Regions from separate parts of the Pan troglodytes genome. Here region 1 is linked to region 2. The links are chromatin contacts, called in public capture Hi-C maps. All regions are on one chromosome and are shown on one strand. The core of a region is the stretch at or near the end of the contact, and the rest is flanking DNA. Distances in the headings are between cores, read along the strand shown. Region 1 overlaps DNAH3 (dynein axonemal heavy chain 3). Region 2 has its middle 45 kb from the start of REXO5.

Evidence for each region. Capture Hi-C pulls out chosen DNA fragments and counts their contacts.
Region 1: a contact with region 2 is called in a capture Hi-C map of stem cell-derived neural stem cells, with 5 times the contacts expected there. The contact joins two enhancer-like sites. A contact is called at or near these places in 4 of 7 Hi-C or Micro-C datasets (blood, induced pluripotent stem cells and stem cell-derived neural progenitor cells) and 1 of 1 other capture datasets (stem cell-derived neural stem cells).

What each region holds. Positions count from the first base shown.
Region 1 is chr18:23,651,952-23,655,370 of NHGRI_mPanTro3-v2.0_pri, forward strand. The region is part of intron 19 of DNAH3 (dynein axonemal heavy chain 3); the gene reads right to left. Among named protein-coding and RNA genes, the nearest start is that of DNAH3, 69 kb to the right of the region's middle. Within about 2 kb of position 1,345, at least 2 of the 24 cell types and tissues checked have an H3K27ac peak or open chromatin away from gene starts, as enhancers often do. A contact at or near this core is called in stem cell-derived neural stem cells, where this site is marked.
Region 2 is chr18:23,419,964-23,423,306 of NHGRI_mPanTro3-v2.0_pri, forward strand. No RefSeq gene overlaps it. Among named protein-coding and RNA genes, the nearest start is that of REXO5, 45 kb to the left of the region's middle. Within about 2 kb of position 1,343, at least 6 of the 24 cell types and tissues checked have an H3K27ac peak or open chromatin away from gene starts, as enhancers often do. A contact at or near this core is called in stem cell-derived neural stem cells, where this site is marked.

The DNA.
Region 1 (3,419 bases), core at 95-2,594, 230 kb after region 2:
TGGCTGGGTGCAGTGGCTCACTCCTGTAATCCCAGCACTTTGGGAGGCTGAGGCGGGCGGATCACTTGAGGTCAGGTGTTCAAGACCAGCCTGTCAAACAGGTGAAACCCTGTCTCTACTAAAAATACAAAAATTAGCTGGGCATGGTGGCAGGTGCCTGCAATCCCAGCTACTTGGGAGGCTGAGGCAAAAGAACAGCTTGAACCGGGAGGTGGAGGCAGGAATCAGCCGAGATCGCACCACTGCACTCCAGCCTGGGCAACAGAGTGAGACTCCAACTCAAAAAAAAAAAAAATTACACAAATGGCTCACATTATATTTCTACTAGTCACAGAGGGCCAGTTTTGGCATCTATCAGTGCAGTTTCTCCCTAAGATCAAATGCTACCTTGTTCCCTCTTGCTTTTTTTTTTTAACAGTTAAATTTTTATTATTTTTAAAATTTTTTTTTCCATACTTTTTTTTTTTTGAGAGAGAGTCTCGCTCTGTCACCCAGGCTGGAGTGCCATGGCGCAATCTCGGCTCACTGCAACCTCTGTCTCCTGGGTCCAATGATTTTCCTGCCTCAGCCTCCCAAGTAGTTGGGATTACAGGCGCATGGCACCATGCCCGGCTAATTTTTGTATTTTTAGTAGAAATGGGGTTTCGCCATGTTGGCCAGACTGCTCTCGAACTCCTGACCTCAGGTGATTTGTCTGCCTCGGCCTCCCAAAGTGTTGGGATTACAGGCATGAGCCACTGCACCTGGCCAGACCAGGAGATTTTTTACAATGACTCAGAAAGCACAAAAGCAAGGAACCCAGAAGTAGTTACCGTTGAAATAACGGTCTTGGAAGACCAAGAGTGTTATAGGCACATGATGAAAAAATAACCAAAATAACACTAATTGCAAATAGGACATCAGAAATGCACCTTAGTGTAGTGATCCAAAAAGCCTTTTAGATTTGTGGCTTCCATTTTGCTTTAAAACACAGTAGCAACCCCTTTGCTGTTATCTATAAAGTCTGTGCCCCAAACATAAGGCTCTAACTTTTTCTACCTACATTCTGTAAATGACCAGAACCCCCAGCACAGCCATGGCCTTGCTTCAGAAGATCCAGCTTCTAGACTTGAGTGCTACAGATGGCTCATCCTTCAGATCCCCCTGCCAGAGCTAGCATCCGTGGCAGTGGATCTCCTAAGTTAGGCATCAGGGCAGAGAATGACATCCCCAGGCCTGGGGCTGTCCCCAGGGCGGCCTGTGGTGTGACCTACATACACTGCAGGGAGGAATGGGCTCTGCCTAGGGGCAGTCCGGAGAGTATCTAGGGGCCTTTGTCCTTTCTGAACTTGCCTCTTAACTGCTCAGCCCACTGGGCTTCCATTTAGGGGCTCACTCCTTGGGAGCCACTGTCCTAGGGTTGTGCTCCCTGGCCCTCTCTCACTGTGGTTTACTGCCCCCTACTGCCCGCTCCCTTCCTCTGACCGGACCTTTTTTGCCTGCTTGACTTTTCCAGGCTGAGTCAAACAGTGTAGAAAAATTCCAATTCCCTTTCCCACCACCAACTAGCCATCTGACAATTCATCTCTCCAAGTCTCAGTTTTCCAATCCGTGAAATGCAGATAATAATCTCCACTTCAAAGGCCTGTTTTAAGGATGAAATGTGAGAATCCAAATAAAGTATACAACACAGTACCCAGCACCATAGCTGGTACTCAGTACATTTTCAATATCATCATTATTATTATGGTTAGAATTTTTTTACTTTATTTATTTATTTATTTATTTATTTATTTATTGAGACAGGGTCTTTCTCTGTTGCCCAGGCTAGACTGCAGTGGCGCAATCACAGCTCACTGTAGCCTCAACCTCCCAGGCTCAAGTGATGCTCCCACCTTAGCTTCCCTAGCAGCTGGGACTACAGGCATGTGCCACCATGCCCGGCTAATTTTTTTGTATTTCTTGATGGGGTTTTGCAGTGTTGGCCCGGGCTGGTTCTCAGACTCCTGGGCTCAAGCGATCCACTTGCCTCAGCCTCTCAAAGTCCTGGGATTATAGGCGTGAGCCACGGCACCTGACTGGGATTTTTTAAATTTAAATTAATTTTTTAAATAGATGGGTCACACTATGTTGCCCAGGTTGGCCTCAAGCTCCTGGCCTCAAGTGATCCTCCTGTCTCGGCCTCCTAAAGTGCTGAGATTAGTGGTGTGAGCTACCTCGCTTGGCCTGGTTGGGATTTTCTGAGTGCCCATGTACAAGAATAGCATCATAGAGGAAGCACCAGGTGGAGCAGATGGCTTTCCCGGCCCCGCGGCATGTTCTCCAAATGCCATCGACAAGGACACTCTTGATAGTGCCATCTCATAGAGAAACCTGGCACTACCAGAGGCCACCTGTCCCACCTAAGCTCCCTAACCTCCCCATCCCCCCGATGCAGGTCAAAGTCCTAGTTAGGCTGGGTCCGTAGAGAGAGGCATCCCGTGAGCACCAGCTGACAGCAACTCCTCCTCTGCGGATCCCTCTGCTGGGGCGTTTCAAAACCAGAAGTCATGGCCAGGCACTGTGGCTCACGCCTGTAATCCCAGCACTTTAGGAGGCCAAGGCAGGAGGATCACTTGAGGCCAGGAATTCGAGACCAGCCTGGGCAACATAGTAAGACCCCCCCCATCTCTATTTTAAAAATTAATTAATTAAAATTACAATTAAAAAATATCCCAGCCAGGCACGGTGGCTCATGCCTATAATCCCAGAACTTTGGGAGGTTGAGGCGGGTGGATCACTTGAGGTCAGGAGTTCAAGACCAGCCTGGCCAACATGGTGAAACCCCATCTCTACTAAAAATACAAAAATTAGCAGGGCATGGTGGCACGTGCCTGCAATCCCAGCTACTCAGGAGACTGAGGCAGGAGAACTGCTTGAATGCAGTGAGCCGAGATCATGTCACTGCACTCCAGCCTGGGTGACACAGTGAGATTCCACCTCAAAAAAAAAAAAAAAAGAAAAGAAAAACAGAGGTCTACTCAGACAGCCTATCTCTTGTCTATACATCACCCCATCCTTTGGTTAGGTCTCCAGTTCAAGACTTTTTGGGAAACTGAAAGTAGCTTCTCCCTACAAAAAGACCCTGACTCTCTCATGTATTAAGAGAGTCTTCCTCTCTCTTCCTAGGGAGAACAAAGTGCTCCTTGTCACTGTGTTCTCATTGGGTCCTTTCAGAGAGAATTTCCTCAGTCTTATACGTGGCTTTTTTTTTGCCCCCCGTTACCCAGGCTGGAGTGCAGTGACACGATCATGGCTCAATGCAGCCTTGACATCCTTGGCCCAAGCAATCCTCCCACCTCAGCCTCCCAAGTTGCTGGACCACAAATGTGCACCACTACACCTAGCTAATTAATTAATTAATTAGGGAGAGATGGGGGTCTCACTATGTTGCCCAGGCT
Region 2 (3,343 bases), core at 93-2,592:
GTGTGTGAGACAGAGTAAATAAAATCTTCGGTGAAAGAGATCTTCAAGAAGAGGCAGTAGACCTCTGGATCCAGAATGCTTGACTTTGAATCCCAGCTTTTTAAATTATTGTGTGAACTTGAATAAATTGCTTAACATTTCTGTGCTTGGGATAATAATGGTATGTATCCCAGAGGATTACAGATTAGTGAGATTATACATTCACAGTACTGTATATTATTTGTTGTATGAAGTCTGGAGGGATACAGAATAGCATGTAGTTTGAGTACACTTTTGTAGGAGAAAATATGCAAAGCTATACATAGGCTTCTAACAAAACCTGCAAGGCTATATGCCAAAACGTTAATAGTATTTATCTATGGCTAGTGCCATTGACAAATCAGGTTTTAACAAATGCTTTTCTGTTGTAGACTCGATTTTTTTTAACATTCAACAAACATTGCTTTTATATTTGGAAAATAATTCTTACCACCTGCTGTCAGGAGAAGAAAAGAAGAGAAAGATAATTCTACTTAAAATTAACTCTTAGGGTTGGGCAGTTGGAGCAGTGTTTAATCTTATAAATGTAGCTTCATAAGATCTGGTCCTATATGAAAGTTTAAATGTAGCTTCTGTAAGATCTGGCCCTATATGGAACCAGAACTGAAGAGCTTGACTTGGGATCAGACACCGCAACTTGATTCAAGTCCCTTCATCAGGAGGAAAGTTCCCTAGGTGAATTGCCAACTTCCGCTGCAAGGCCCTGAGAACAACTTGAAACTGACAGTGTTGTTGGGTTCCTTCCTGCCCAGCTGAGCTCCAAAGCTGTGAGAGCTTAGCTGCTGTTTACCTCTTGAGGCTCAAGTCCTGAGAGATAAATTAAGTGTCTGCCTCGGATATGAAGAGGCCTGGGTTGGAGCTTCACCTCCCACACACACCTGAGTATTTTGGGGCAAGTCACTTAACCTCATTTGAGGCTATTTCCACAGCTGTATAAAATGAGGAAATAACTACTTTTGATTATTGAGACATTTGTGGAAAATGACACAGTAATGCACTATGTGTGAATTATTTTCCCTCTCTGGGCCTGTTTCCTCACCTTTAAAATAGGGGAAATTAGTACTTCATAAGGTTATGAGGATTAAACTAGGAAAAGTCAAGATTGAGTGCTGAATAAATGACATACTATTTTACTAAGGATCATCTCCCTGTACCAAGAGCACTCCACTTGCTCCCAAGAATAGCCAAGGCCATCTTTTTCTTAGGAGAAAGGGTAGGGGTGGAGGTTTCCCCAGGGATCCAACTCCAGAACTCTGCAGAGATGGGCCTGCACTACAAGGCCTCTGAGACTTCAGTCTGCACACTCTGTTCTTTAGCCTGATGCTCCACCTTTTGGAAGCCAAAGCTGCCAACTTGGCCTTTTGCAAAACACACATTCCATTCATAAGTGCGTTTGTGCATTTTTCCTCCCACACCCTTCCAGGCAGCCAGCGCAGAGCTGCCAAGGCAGCTGCTGGAGAAGCAGCTTCTTATGGGGGAAAAGCAACTCCAAGGGCTTTTACAGAACTCATGGTTTAGGCTTTGAACACATTACTCCCATTTTCTGGTCTCCTTGACCATAGGGGGGGTTGTTCATTTCTTTTTGCCCCCCTTTTTGTAAATAACCTCTTCCCTATTACAAAGGAAACCTATTAATGAAAATTTGAAAAATACAGAAAAATTTAAATCACAACTGATCCCACCATCAACGGTCAATGACTGCCAATATTTTATAATCGATCAACTTTTTCCATGATAGAAATTCTATTATTCAAAAGCAGAGTTTTAATAGCTGTGTAATATTCTAGCATTGATGTATGCCATAATTTCTAAAACAGTCCCTTTTGTTGACCTTGGAAGTTGTTCCCAAATGATGTTGCCAGTGATATCCTTGCACATACATCCTTGGGAGATATTTCTTTTAGGAAAAGTGCCTAAGTGAAATTATTGGGTTAAAGAGTACGAACACACGCTTTTAACTCCAGAAAGGATTTTACTGTTTACTAGCATAGATTTCTTTCAAATTTTTGCCATTTTAAATTTTTCATTGTATATTTAATGTCTGCTTATTTGAATACCCTTTAGATTGGCATCCTGCTTTTTTCCCAGAAGCTTTTTGGTAAATTATTTTTCCTAAGTGAGTTGTTCATATCCTTTGCCATTTTTCTATTGGGAAGCCAGATCCTTTTCCATACTGAATTTTTAAGAGCGCCTTATGGATTCACTATATATAGTGTCCATTTACAAACTATTACAAAATTTTAGTTTGCTTTTTAAGGTATATCATTTTATGTTTAGTCTTTTGTGATTTCCTCTATTTGCTTTTATGCTTAGAAAGCCCTGATTGATCTCTGGATCCAATGACAAGTTTATATATTTCTAATGATTTAATGTCTATACTTCATAGCCTTATTTTTCTTGGAATTTATCTTGGCATGTAATAACTTTCTCCCAAATATTTAGATAATTTTACCCAATTACCTAGCTTTACTTACCCAATAAAGAAGGATGCTCCTTTATCATTTAAGTCCATGTGTATACTAGGGCCAGTATTCATGTTTTCTTCTGTCTTGTCATGTAGTAGTACCACACTATTGTGTAGCTCTATGATGTACTAGCAGTTTTAGCAGCATCACCCCAGATAAACACAGGGCCCATGGAGAGTCTCCATCAGCATGGATTACAGAACACTGTAGAGTTAAGATGCTTCACTGCTGACTGCACTGGTGCTGCTACATTCCACCAGGACTTTTTCAGCACCCCTGAGTCAAGAGACGGGATAACGGTCAGAACACTGAACAGAAGAATGTTAAACTCAGGTAGGAGCCTTATGTTTTTAAGACAGGGCATCCTCAGAAGTCAACGTAAAGGAAAGGAAAGGGAGAGGTTAGGCAAGCTCCCTAATCTTATCAGGCAGACTAACCCTTTTTGACCTACGTCAAAACTCAGAGCTAGAAGGATGACTTCCAGAGCCAATCCAGCCATGTGCTTCAGCAACTGATTTGAAAGGAGGGAAGAAGCCAGTGTTGCAACTCTTCCGTACTCCTCAGATCCTCAGCACTACCTTCAGTGCACCTTTCTTGCTAGAAAGCATTCCACGTGCAGTTAAGCTCATCTGGTAACTAAGTGAAGTTGTTTGTCCATCATCTAATTGAAAATTAGATTTTAGCTGTATATAATCTATACAGCCTGTGACAGCACTTTGAATAGCCCAGGCTCTATACAAGCCCCCAAATCAGTATCCTTCCACTTTATTCCCCAAACCTATTTGTAAGGCTCTGGCTGGGCTCCATAACTCAGAAGTGCCAAAGCACAGAAGAAACAA